Regions from separate parts of the Cricetulus griseus genome. Here region 2 is linked to region 1. Evidence: chromatin contacts called from public Hi-C data. All regions are on one chromosome and are shown on one strand. Each heading gives the region's core, a stretch centred on a gene start, on an enhancer-like site or on the middle of the called end of the contact. The rest is flanking DNA. Distances are from core to core; before and after follow the strand shown.

Region 1 (6,920 bases), core at 414-2,913:
CAACTGGTTGGTCTTTTCCCATCCCAGGCGCGTGCTTAAAAATGAAACTTTTTTCTTTTCTTTTCTCTCTTCTTCTTTTTTTTTTAAGGTTGGGGAGGAATATAAAAGAAACTCCAGGCAACCTCTTCCCCTCCCTCTCTGTAGGTTAGGAGCCACAATGAAAAGAAAACCAGGGTTCCTTCAGGAATGGTGAACAGCCTGGAGAATGAACGTGAGAAGGAGCTTTGTGTTTTGGAGTCTGGACTGGAACCAAAGCAGACAGCTTGCAAATGGAGGACAGGGAGATAAAGAAAGGGAAAGAGAGGGGCTGCTCCAATGGGGGGCGGCTGCGGCTTCCCCCCCGTGCCTGGAGGGAGGGCAGACCCCTGGGAACCGCACCAGGAGTGAGACGCCCCCCCTCCAGGCCCCTGCCTTCCTTTCTCCCAGCCTCAGAGGAGCCAAGCGTGTGTAATGGCTTCTCCTCTCCAGAAACCGTTGTCCTCCTCCAACCAGACGCTTCTGAACCTTCAGCCTGGAGACAGCTCCTCAGCTGTCCCTCAACCTGCGCCCCCACCCGGCCCGCGGCCCCCCGCTCGTCGCCTCTCTCCTCCCCAGTAGCGGCGGCTGCAGCCACCCCCTCGACACATCCCGACCCCGCATCCCAACTTCGGAGAGGAGAGAGGAGAGAGAGAGAGGAGAGCCAAATACCTGAGGAAGAGGGGGGTGCCAATCCGCACGGCTTTGCCATCGGGCGGGGGACAGGCAGACAGAGGAGGGGAAAGGAAGCAGAGGGACAGAGAAAGAAAGAGGTCAACCCGCTCAGGTCGGGGCCGCTCGCTCCGAGCGCTCCCTCCTCTGACCCCTCGCTTGCTCCCTCTGGCTCGGGCTCAGGTCTCTCCTGGCCTCCAGCCCTCCGCCCCCCTTCTCTGTCCCTACTCCTGTCCCCACACTCGGAGCATCCGTCCTAAGCCTCCAGCTCTCTCCTCTCACTCATCTCATTTCTCTCTCTTCTCTTCACAGAACTACACGAAATTAATTAAGCCACAGGGCTCCCCCCCCCCAGCAGAAGGCAGAAGGAGCAGCCAGCAGGAAAAGCACAGCCACCTCCACAGCTACCACCACCACCTTCTCCTCTTCCTCCTCCTCTTCCTCCCTAGCTTCTTCTCCTCCTCTTCCTCCTCCCCCTGCTGCTCTCCCTCCTCCCCCTCCTCCTCCTTCTCCTCCTCCTCCTCGGTCTCTCCTCTCTTTAGCTTCTTCTCCTCTCTCCTCATAGCCAGCCCATGCAGGGGACTTCCTCTCCTCCCCGCGCCGCCAGCCCTCCTTGGCCGAATGAATGAGCGCGTTTGTGCCTCCACCGCCCCGCGCTCTCCTCCCCGGAGCACTCAGACCACCCCGGAGGTGGTGGTTAATTGCAGTAACTTACAGAAGAAGCGTCCCGGCGCCGGGAGGTGCTTCGGGTTCTCCAGCCCCACCGCCTCCTTATCCTCTTTCTCTTTCTCCTCTTCCTGCTCGGGTTATTGTTGTGGAAGTTGTTTGGGAGTCTCATGTGCTTCTGCCGGGTCTCAGCAATGGAGGATCGCCATCTTCCCTGCCTTCCACGGCTCCTCAGACTCGCTGCAGCTGCAGATGACCTGAGATATCCGTCTCTCTCCCCTCTCCCTCCCTCCCTCTCCTCTCACTCTCTCTCTCTCTCCCCTCTCTCTCTCTCTCTCTCTCTCTCTCTGCTCTTCTCTCTCCTCTCCTCCCTCTCCCTCGCGCGCGCTCTCTCTCTCCCTCCCTCTGTGTCTCTCTCTGAATAATGAGCAACCAGAGGGAGAGAGAAAGCAAGACAGAAAGAGAGAAGACAATCTTCTCCTGCCACACAAAACGCCAGAGCACCAGGGGGTGCGCGAAGCCTTTCTAATAACAACAACGTGCAGGAGAGAGGAAGGGAAAGAAAGAAAGAAATGAGAAAAGGGCTGGGGGGGAAATACGAAGAATTATCCAAGAGCTGGAGAAGCGCAGGAGAAGCTGGAGGAGATGCTGAAGCTGCGGCTGCTGCCCGCCCCCCTCCCGCGCTGAACCCCAGAAGGAGGCAAGGTGGTTGCAAAGTTAAGGCTGGGACATTGTCTTTGTCACTCTGAACAACACAGAGCCAGGCCAGTGAGATGCAAGAGGAGGAGGTGGCGGTGGAGGAGGAGGAGGAGGTGGTGGTGGTGGTGGTGGTGGAGGAGGAGGAGGAAGAGGAGGAGAAGGAGGCAAAGGAGGAGGAGAAGGGGAAGAGAGAGATGAGATGAATAAAGACCTGCGGAAAAGGCGGCGCGAGGAGCGCGACCGCCGGGCTCCGGGCGTGCGCGCTCGCCTCCCGGAGGCGCCCGACCTCCCTGGCCAGAGGAGCAAGCCCCCAGTGAGAACCCTGCTCTGCTCGCACCATCAGCCCTGCCCCAGGCGCCCAGCCCCGGCTCTAAAGGGTCCCTCAAATGAATCCATCTAGAGGCCAATCTTTGCAAAGAACAGAGATGAAGAACTGAAGGTTGCAAGTCTAAACCCAGATCAACCACGTGGGGCTTTTTAATTCCTTTCCAGCTTGCAGTGTATCTCCAGTGAAGGGCTCAAGTTGTCCATTACTGGCATGTATTTTTAAGTCGTCGCCCTCTAAATAAAGGCTCATTGTGCGGTTTATGTCTCTTCTGATACGAAAAGGAGAAGAAGGAGCCCATCATTTTTATCTAGAAGCCACCACTTTCTTTTCCGAACTTGTGAAATGTTTTGACGGCGCACCAAGGTGTGTGTGTGGGGGGGTGTAGTACTTAAATAACTTTCCACCCTCGCGCCCCGCGTTGTTTGCACTTTCCGACTGATCATCTAAAGGCTTGGAAAGTAACAATCGTCGCTCCTAATGATAAGGTGTCATGATGTTGAAGACAAGAGAGCCAAGCTGAAGCATCACACCTTGAATTTTTATTTTGTGTAATTTCCCCCCAAATCACTCTGAACTATCTCTTTTTCAAAGAAGTGGGTTTCCACTCCCTCTCTCACCAGGTCAAAGATCTCCTAAGGCTTTAATTTGATTTAGGATGGAGGGGGGGCACTACAGTACAAGAAAAAAAAAATCAATGCAGCAAGTCAGGAGCAATTGAAGTTCAAGGGCATGGGCTGGTGTACGGTACCATTTCTATTTCTCAGATGCTCTAGTTGGACATCTACAGCCCCAGGAGAGAAAAGCACGCAGCGCAGCGCGCGGGGCAGGGACCTTAATTAAAGTTTCTTTTGTCCGCCTCTGAATTAGGGGTTGTTGCTGGATTCCTTCGCATTGAGGAGCGCGCATCCGGTGAAGGCGCGGTGTGGAGGATCCTGGGCGAGATTGTCCTCTTTAATACTCGCCCCGTCCCCCCTCCCCCACAGTCGGGGCAGCTAGACCGGTAAACCCATACAATAAAAACAGAGAAGACGCGCACGAAGTTGGTTCCCATCGGATAGCGGCGTTTCCTAAGCACATCTAAAAACCTCATTTCCCAAGATTTTCCCGATTGTGTATTCCAGGGCAGAATGTCTCACCCTGACGCACGATCTAACCCCTTTCCAGTCAACACTTCCTGCCCTTTTCTCCTCCCACTCACATTGAAAAGCTCGGGAGCCCTAAAAGGGTGTTGATGGCTGGGGGTGATAAATAAATAAATAAATGACACTACGCGTGCGGTGGCGAAGAAAGGAGGGGGAGGAAGAGAAGCGCGGGGGAGGGGGGTCAGGGAGAGAAAAGCGAGGAGAAAGGACTCAGGCGAAAGGGAGCCTGGAGTCAAAGAAAGCAGAGGGAAAAAGGAGAGGAAGATCGGTAAGACTGCTTCGCAGTAAAATCTTCCTGGCTTTGTGCAAAGGGGGAGGACTCGCTTCTTTCCAGGTGCTAGAGGGACCTGAACAAGTCTGTCTGTCCGGAGCTCCTCCCCACCGGGACCCCAAGGGTGTCTGAGTGCTGACCGCCGCTCCCCATCAATTCCTCGTGGCCACAAGAGGAAGCGCGCCAGGTTTGCGCCGTCCCGACTGATAATTTACCTCTTTGTCTTTAATAAAAAGCTGACTTTTTTTTTTCTGTCAAAAGCTCTGCACCGGGCAAAATTATAATAACAATAACAACAACAATAATAATAGCAATTGTATTTCTGATTGAAAGCACCCATCAACTGCTAGCTTTCAGAGGCTGTGATAAATATCTTCCTCGACGTGAAGGTACCTTGTGGGTTGGCGTGGTTCGGAAGTGCGGGGATGGGGACCGCCCCCCCTCCCCAGGCGCGGGGACCCAGCCTCAAGGAGAGAGGAAGGAGCGGAGGTCAGAGGAAACCTGGGGTTTCCAGGGCTTTCGCGGTCCGCGGGAATGAGCCCTGGGGAGGAGCCTTGCGCCAGCGCCAGCGCGCCCCAACACGCCTTCGACCTCGTAAACCCACTTGGCAAAGGCCGGGGAAGCCGCTGGCGGAGCGGCTGCGGTGAACTCCAGAAATGAACCTGCGGCGCGACGCCACGGGCTGCCACCCTGGCCAACACTCACCTCGAGCGACCGACATTGAGAGAGCTTCCGACGCGGCCGCGGGGGGACCTTGCTCCGCCCTCCCGTCCCAGGAGAAGAGGACAAAAAAAGGGGGGGGGGAGATGGACTTGGAGATGGCCCCGCCCTTCAAACGCTCCAATCCTTGGAAACCAAACCTCCTCTCCAAGCTTCCACGTCTAGAAGGGACAAAGACTGCCAGGAGATCCAGGCACTGATGGGGAGGTGATGGCTCCTCGCGCTTTGGGGGTGGGTGCTTTTGAGGGGTAGGTATCACGGCTAAGTTTCCATCCCAAGTAGGTCACCGAGGGATGATCTGTAGAGGACAAACTGAGTCTTCTGGTAAAGAAGCAAGCTGACTTTTCAAAGCTGTGGAGCAAACAATTGCAAAACTCCGGCATAGCTTTTCTGTGTTGAAGGTGGAAGACTAAATTTTCTATTCTTGATGCCACAGTCCTTTTTGGTTCTTCTACTTTTAGAAGTCCCAAGTTCCCTAACTCCCCAACTAATAGGAAAGACATTAAATCTAAAGGGATTGGAAAGGTTTTAGTGGGGGAGGTTTTTTGGAGGGGGGCTTTCTCAGTTGATAGAAAAGTAGTTAATTGGGCAATGAATCGGAACAGTGAAGGGGAGTGCTGTGCCTGGAGGTTCTGGTGAAAACCATAATAAACTTGGTACTAAAGTAACTGTAATTTTGTTTTGCCATTAGCAGACAATTTAGATAAGCAGGAGAAAGTTCACACCTCCTGCTATTTCACTCCCTGCAAATATTCACAAAGATAATGCAAGCCTGCATTATCTTCTCCATCAGGAGGGTTGGTGCTTGATTTTTTTTTCTTCTTTCTTTTAATACTAAGGGGGGAAAGCTTAGGTTTTACACACAAGCAACAATGTGAAGGAAGTCTCTGAGGGACACACGGACTCCCTGAAATTTATTGTTTGATACTGAACCTTATGTCATTATCCCCTGGAGTCAGATGGGATTTCAAGACTTTATTAATGGCCTAGAGAATAAGAATATGCCGAAAGTCTGGACTTTTCTTCTCCTACATCATGAGTGACTGGCACACAGACGCTTCATAAAGAGAAATTATGGCTCATCAAAAGAGTGACTTTATGAACGGTAATAGAATAATAAATCTTGCAATTTTAGTTGAAGAAGTGGAACTCCTGTAACCAGAGTGACCCATGCAGCTAGGACCTACTTCTTTCCATGATAGTAGAAGGGTAGTCATAGTCAATAAATCATTTTGCTTACTAAAGCCTTGAGAAAGGAAGACAGTGAATTCTCTTGAAGAAAAGTGTTTATTGAGGGGAAGGGGGATCCTATTAATCCTACAGGAGAGTCTAAGAAAAAAAAAACAATTTGGCCATGGGCTATATTAAAAAGAATTTCAACAGAAATAACTGTTTATACAAACAATTGTCTAATTAACAGAAATAATTGTCTAATCTCATTTCTAGAATATTGACATTCTATTGTATATTTAAAAAGTCACCCTTGTTTACAGAATGCTAAAGTGAAAAGAGAGAAAAATTTGAGTTGCTATCTCCACTCTCTAAATTCCAGCTGGAAAATTGTTCAAGATGATGATTTTAGCAAAACAAAGAGTAGATGAATAAAGACCATGGCTTTTCAGAAGTCTTAATTACTCCATCCTCAAACATTTAACCACTTATTGTGCAGCTCTTAATTCACTGGCCCTTGCATCTATGTAAAATTTCTATGTGCTGAGTTGATGGTTCCCAACAAACTATTTCTAATTTTATTGTTTTTGGAAGGCACTCTGAGTCTTTAAAAAGTTTTTCTGAAAACTAATTGTGTAAGTACAAATCTTCCAAATATTGAGACAATGAAGTCACTTACACACTTTTCTGTTATAGTAGAAATGTTCTCTAGGCATGTTTTCATAGCCCAGATTCAAAATATGCTCCTGGTTAACTGGTGTCCATATCTAGGACTTAAAGAAGACAAACATACATATCTCTTAGTTTGAATAGCTCTCAGTGAAAGAGGAATTGTAATAACTCATATTAAACTTACTCTCCATGAATCTTCGTATATATACCTTTGGATACTCAAGAAGATGTTTCAATAGTAATATTCCCAAATGCATAAGGAAGTCTTTCTCATACAGGTAGAAGTTAAATTTACATTTCCATCAAACTTGTTACTATAATATGAAACACCTGCACTATCATTCAACCATTGAATATTTGTTTAGTGTCTACAATGCGTCATAAGGGAAACTGAGTACTAGGATATAAAGATAAATGAGAGATGAGTCAAAATGTTGATACATGATGTATTTCCTGAACTGACTGTAGAATCACATTTCTTGATCATAGAAATTTTAATCTTTTTTAACATACACAAATATAGGAATTTGACCAATGAAGAGGATCAGCTTGTTTTAAATTTTTC
Region 2 (6,460 bases), core at 3,213-5,712, 960 kb after region 1:
CCCATAACATTTGTGCCAATTGCACCAGTATAACTTGCAAGCAGGTCAGAACTGTAGGTCATGGGATTTGTAGGTGGGTGATAATTATGATTATCTTTCTCTTCCAGTACTATGCAGAGTGCCTCTCTAGCACTACAAACATCAGTTAGTAGCAGTGGAGTTTCTAGTTAGGCACCATCTTGACTGTTTTGTTCTTGATGACAGAAGTAATTGTTTTCAACTTATACAATCAGATTGAGGAGAGCAACCAATAGCCTGGACAATAGCCTGTGATGTTGAGGGGTGGTGTCCATGTGACCCTTTTGGCCAATGACTCAGCAAGATGTAATCCATTCCTGAAACTGGAGGTGTTGCTTGGTGATTCTATTTAGACTACTTTTGTATATGTAAATATTTTAGGAAGCTAAGCTTCTATGGTAGTAGGCTTTCGTATTGTTTTCAAATGCCCTTTAGTGTTAGTTGCCCCTCCCCATATCCCATCATGGACCCATCTGTCATATCCCTCCCATATGAAATTCTCCTATTCTAGGTAAAATTTCACCTTTTACCTCTCTATGACACTTTATTCTATTTCCCCTTCTTTTGAAGATCTTCTCTCCTCTGGTACCTTACTAGGTCGGTACCTAACCTCTGTGCTTGTTTGGATTACAGCATACAAACAGAAAACTTTAAAGCTAACACCCACATATAAGAGAAAAACTACAAAGAATACATAAAGCCATATCCAACATTATAGAATAAGGAAAGTACAAATTAAAACAAAATATAATACTTATGTTTTGTTTATAACGCAGGCTAACAGGAAGAAAACAATGACTATTTGTTTATGTAGAGTTGATAGGGATGTAAGAAAAGACAGTTCTCCACCAAAGCAAATGGGAGTTCAAACTAATACAGTGATTTGGAGGGAAATTAGTAATATCTATTGAATTTTAAAAATATATGTAGCCACTTCCAAGAATCTGTGCACAGAAACCATTACACAATTTCCCAAAGGTATATAGCTACAAAAATGCTTGCTACACCCTTTGCATTAGCAACAAAAAGAAGATCATTTTATTCATCCATCAATAGAGCCATGAGAAAGTCAGGTATGTGGTTAATCTTGATTACCAATTGACAAGATCTAGAATTACCTAGAAGATAACATTCTGGGCATAACCACAGATTATCAAGAATAAGTTAGCCTCTGAGAATGTCTGTGGTGGATTAGGTTAATTGAAATGGGATGACACACCCTGAATCTAGGAGAGGCCGTCCCCTGGGCTGGGGTCCACAAGCATGAGAAAAATAAAGCAAGGTGAGCACCAGCATTCATCACTCCATGCTTCCTGATTGCAGATGCAACATGACCAGCCAGCTCAAGCTCCTGCTACCATGACTTCCGCACAGTGATAGTCTATATCCTGGAACTTTGAGCCCAGATAAATCCATTTCTTTTTTTTTTCCATTCATTTATTTAGCTCATAAATAAAGTCATGCACAATTATGATACATAATACAGTATATAAACCCATTTCTTTAATCAAGGTTTTTGTTTGCTTGTTTTTATCACAGCAAGAGGAAATATAAATGATGCAGTAGGAGTCACATCTCTGTCCTGATAGGGCTGAAACACAAGGGATCAGAGACAGGCAAGGAGCAAGGGCAGTCCAGTAATGTAAGTAGTGTAAGAGAAAGAAAACAGGCATAAAACAGAGTGGTGATTGTAGGAGGAGGAAGCAGGAAGGAAGGGAGTCTATTTATATGTGAAGCTATGGGGAAGGCTTCCCTGGAGGGTAACACCGGGCTAAGATTAGAAAGGTGTTCTCTAAGCCAGGCCAGCAAACTCAAGGTCTCTATACACAATAGGAAGGACGAGGATGTGGCATGCAGTGTGGTTACAGGATACTGTATAGGAGGAAGAAGGAAAAAGATGAGATTAGAAAGGAAGCTGGGGCCCAGTCGTTTAAGCTTTGACTTTTAGATTTCAGATGAAAAGTTGAGATTTTATTCCTGAAGGCAAATTGGAAGCCATTGGAGTATCAAGGAGGGAGGGGCATGATGTGCTTTACTATATTTGAAAGATTTCACAGGACGCTGGATGGGGGAAAAACTGTAAAATATAACAGGGGGTGGGGATAAAGAGCATGTAGAAGGTCCTGGCAGGATGTGCTGGGTTTTGACCAGGCTGAAGACTACACAGAGCACCCAGATATGAGGTGTGCCCTGAAAGTAGAGCCTGCAGAACCTGATAGGGCAGTAACTTGTGTTGCCTGAGTGCAAAGAAAGAATCAGGATGTCCCCAAGCTTGGGGCAGCTTGGGGCTTGGAAGATTCTGAGAGATGGGAGCACCAATTTACCAAGATAGGAAGCCTGGGAAAGGATCCAGTATAGTAGAGAGCACCAACAGTCCTGTGTGGGATTATTAAATTTGAGCATCCTAAAAGACAAGCAAAAGCAGTAATTAAGAAATATACTTGCCAATGTACAGAAAGAAGTCTGAGAGGTTACCTGCCTATCGGTGTAGAGAACTAGTAAGTGGGTCTGGGGGCTTTGGGAGGTGACATGGAGGGGAGAGGACCATTTTGCCATGAGTGTGTGTATGTGCGTGTGTGTGTGTGTGTGTGTGTGTGTCTGTGTGTCTGTGTGTCTGTGTCTGTGTTTGAAATTTTTACAGTGAATCCTGTATTAGATTTAAATTTAAACAAATAAATGTAAGTAAGAGAAGACTGACTAGGTGATGGTTTTCTGATTTTCATAGACATTTTTCTTCAAACAAAAACCTTTTCCAGAAGTGCTTCTTCTCACTTCATAGACACAACAGAGGCTCAGCTGTCTCCTCCTCCCGGGGTCCACCCTTGGCCTCCTCTTCTTCCCTGAGTCCCTCTACTAGGTTCCAGCTCCATTATGGGCCACACTCAGACTTAACTTATCCATTTACATATTTCCTTCTCTCCCTACTAGAATATACCACCAAGGAAACAGAAATCTTGCATGGCCATCTTGAAATAGTGGCAGAATTTAGAATCACAGATTTCAATAAATAAATATTCTCAATTAAAAATGAATTTCAGGAGCAAGGAAAATGACTCAATGGCTAAATGTTTGCTGTGTAAGAATGAGGATTGAAACTCACACCTCCAGAATCCATGTAAATGCCAAGTGGGCTTGATGAGCCACTTACAATTGGAGGCCCAGAAAGAGGACACAGCAGAGCAAGACTGATAGGCATATCAATGAGCTCTGGGTTTGATTGAGAGACCCTGCCTCACTATAAAGAAGGTAAAAGAGAGATCAATGATGATTCCTAACATCATCAAACTTGGACCTCCTAGTACACATATACACCCTTGTGCATAAACATACATACGTATATATGCCTACACACAGTCAAGCAAGCAAACACATACACACACACCACACAAGGCACAAATGATAAATAGCAAAGAAAAATGGCATCCAATTTGTTTTCAAAGAAAAAAAAAAAAAACAGTGAACCTTATCAATTGAATAGAGGCCATGTCCAGAATCTCATCCAACAACCTTCTTTCTTTCCTTTATTTTATTGATTTGTTGTAGGTCTTTTGAGACAGGGTCTTGTGCACTCTAACTGGCCTCACTATGTAGCTGAAGATGACCTCGAACTTCTGATTTTCCTCATCAGTATGGAAGTGTACCACCACACCCGGTTTACACCTTGCTGGAGATCAAACCCAGGGCTCCATGCATCCTAAAAAATTACTTCACCAACTGAGTTACACCCCCAGCCTCTCACAGCTTCTTCAAATTTCCCTCCCTGCTGCTGCCACTATCTGTCCTGAGCTATATTCATAGGTCCCCAAAGTCTGGCAGGAAATTGACAGGAAAACCACTGGATTGCACAATGACTCTAGTTTTTCCGGTTCCATCTCCAAGGGTCTGCTTCCCTTCATTTTTAGAATTCCCACCTCCCTTAGAATCCTTTCAGCTTCAACCAGAACTTGGCTCTAAGCTCCATGCATTCCATTCCACACCCCCAACTATCCTTATATAGGCATTACTCCTCTAAGTGCTCACCAAATCACCATCAAGCACCCATCCTGACTCAGCCCTTGGATGAACACTAAAGATCCAGACACAGTCTGACAAGACCCTCTCTGCTCACAGGCACCCATGAGAAATAACCCAGGTAATAGACAATGCGAACACCAAGGGCTAAGGAAGCCTCTTAGTATTCTCACAGATCTCACAAACATGTCAGTGAGTCCAACTTTCCTTCTCAAGTCCAACAGTCCAAAGACACGATAATCATCATCTAATAAGAGTAGCTGTCCTTGGGCACTTGGTTGCTGTCTTTAGGAGACACGAACATTAGCTCTCTGCCTTCTGAGCAAGAGAAAAACCATGTTGCTATCTTGCCTGACCCTAGTGTCACTGTAAGCAAGGTAAACAGACATGCCTGGCACTTTCTTCAGTCCCTTCTGTAGTACAGATCTTTAGTCACATAGTCACATTCCTTCTTAGTTTAGCCTAGGCCCAGGCTTGCCTATGTGACTACTGACCAAGAGTGCAGCTGAGAGCCTGGCGCAGAGCCAGGAGCACCACGGGGGGGGGGGGTGCTCAGCAGCCCTACCCACAGTCCAGCCCTACACTGTCGGGCCCATTATATGTGTTAGAATAGTCTTCCTTAGTCCCTGTATGCCTCAGGACCAAAGCTTAAGAGAAGAGGCCAGATCAGTGGAAAGATTCTTAGAGAAGGCTGCATGAACAGAGCAGACCTTGTCCCCAGAGCCTAGCACATGGTGCTCAGGGGCCACCTGCTGGCAGCCAGGGGCATATGTGACTCTGGAGGAGGAGCTGCCTAAGTCCAGGGTTCCTGCACATACACACAAGCACAACAAACAGTTTACACACACACACACACACACACACACACACACATCCCACACATACAAACACATATGTGCATACACAGAAATATGCAATCTCATACATACATACACATGAAGCCCTTAGCTTAAGAATGCAAGTACATGGGCATAATAAATGCCATGTACTGATATGTGTGCATCCACTTATACCCACAATACACAGGTACACACATGTATATACATAGACCCTGGTCCCTGGTTGAGTTCCTTGCACCACATAGCCTCTTTTTTTGTAACTTACACCCTCCCAGATATGCCCAGGGGAGAGAGAAGCATCAGATCCCTATTCCACCAAACCCTGCTCTGCGGTGTCATGACTTGGAAACCAGCGACCCCTTCATGAGATCTCATTTCCACCTCATCTCCAGAGCAACCTACCTACACATAGCTTCTCCTCACCTGGAACCCATGATTTTTGACAATTGTATAATGGCATAGGTGTGGCTCAACAGTATAAGGACAGAGACAAAGGTCCCTGACTGACAGTAACTTCAATATGAAATGGAACAGCTCACCAGGTGCTACAATAAGGTGGCCATCTCTGGCAGCAGAGGTTCCCAGAACCAGAAAGGACAGGGGGATACTCCTGAGCTCTCTGGGCTTTCTCAGCTGGAGCTTAGAAAGGTAAGCCTACATTTCTAAGAGTGCACTCAAGGGATGGCAGCCTCAGAGGCCCAGACTCAAGGATAAGGAAAAAGCTACTGTTTAATGACTGCTATGTGCAGGTGTGGTCCATTCCATCCTTGCTTCAGAGTCCATCACCAGTCCCATTCCTCCGTCCTGTGTGTCACACAGATTTTCCACAGATGCACTACCAACTTTAAATTCCCATGAGCTTTTAACCAGGCAGATAGCATACGCTCCTATCTGGACCACTTGCCCCTCCTTTCCCCCATCAATCCACCCGGCATAATTCAGAAGGACCAACCTTAACCACAGAAAACTTAGCATCTTTCAGTGACTTCAGATGCTAAGGACTAAGACAAAAATCATAATTTCTGCTTTGAATGTGACTTTCCTTTTCATGATCACGGTTCACCTCTCGACCATCAGTGTCCCTGCTCTTTCCTGGCTGTATCCCATGCCGCAAGCAGCCCATACCTTTTCCAGTCTCAGGGGTTTTGAGTCTGCAATCTCCACTCCCCATACTCTCTTGTCCCCACCCTGAAAGTCCTCCTTCCACTCTCTACTCCATGTCACTCCCTCTACAATGCCTTTTTGTGCCTGACATTCTCTGTGTGCTGCTGTCTATCACACCGAATTGCTGTGTATGCTGTTTGGTGATTTGCCAGGGTTTATTCTTTCCCTTAATTTCAGAAAGGGCAGGGACTTTGTCCCTTGATCGTATTTTTACATTAAGTTTCCACAAATTGTACATGCTACATGCACTGATGATTATTTCAACCAAATCTTACTCCAAACAGCATCCTCCAATTCAACTCACCCACGTTCCAGAGCAAGGGTGTGCAGGTGGCAGCTCCAGGCCAGGAATTAAAACTAGCACATGACCATCTATGTTAGTCCCTGTCCTGAATTCAATTCATCTCATCATCGGATCAGTCCCAGGA

The links. A called contact is a pair of places that touch in the nucleus more often than the background predicts.
Region 2: a contact with region 1 is called in a Hi-C map of fibroblasts, with 6 times the contacts expected there. The contact joins the enhancer-like site here to the promoter of Znf462 in region 1. A contact is called at or near these places in 2 of 8 Hi-C or Micro-C datasets (the CHO-K1 cell line and fibroblasts).

Annotation. Positions count from the first base shown.
Region 1 is chr2:88,916,175-88,923,094 of CriGri-PICRH-1.0, forward strand. It overlaps Znf462 (zinc finger protein 462), which reads right to left and starts at 1,664. Exons shown (of 14, transcript XM_027403067.2): 1 at 1,403-1,664.
Region 2 is chr2:89,872,884-89,879,343 of CriGri-PICRH-1.0, forward strand. It overlaps LOC118238314 (a long non-coding RNA gene), which reads right to left. Exons shown (of 3, transcript XR_004768258.1): 3 at 509-6,460. Among named protein-coding and RNA genes, the nearest start is that of Tmem38b, 100 kb to the right of the region's middle. Within about 2 kb of position 4,463, at least 1 of the 6 cell types and tissues checked has open chromatin away from gene starts, as enhancers often do. A contact at or near this core is called in fibroblasts, where this site is marked.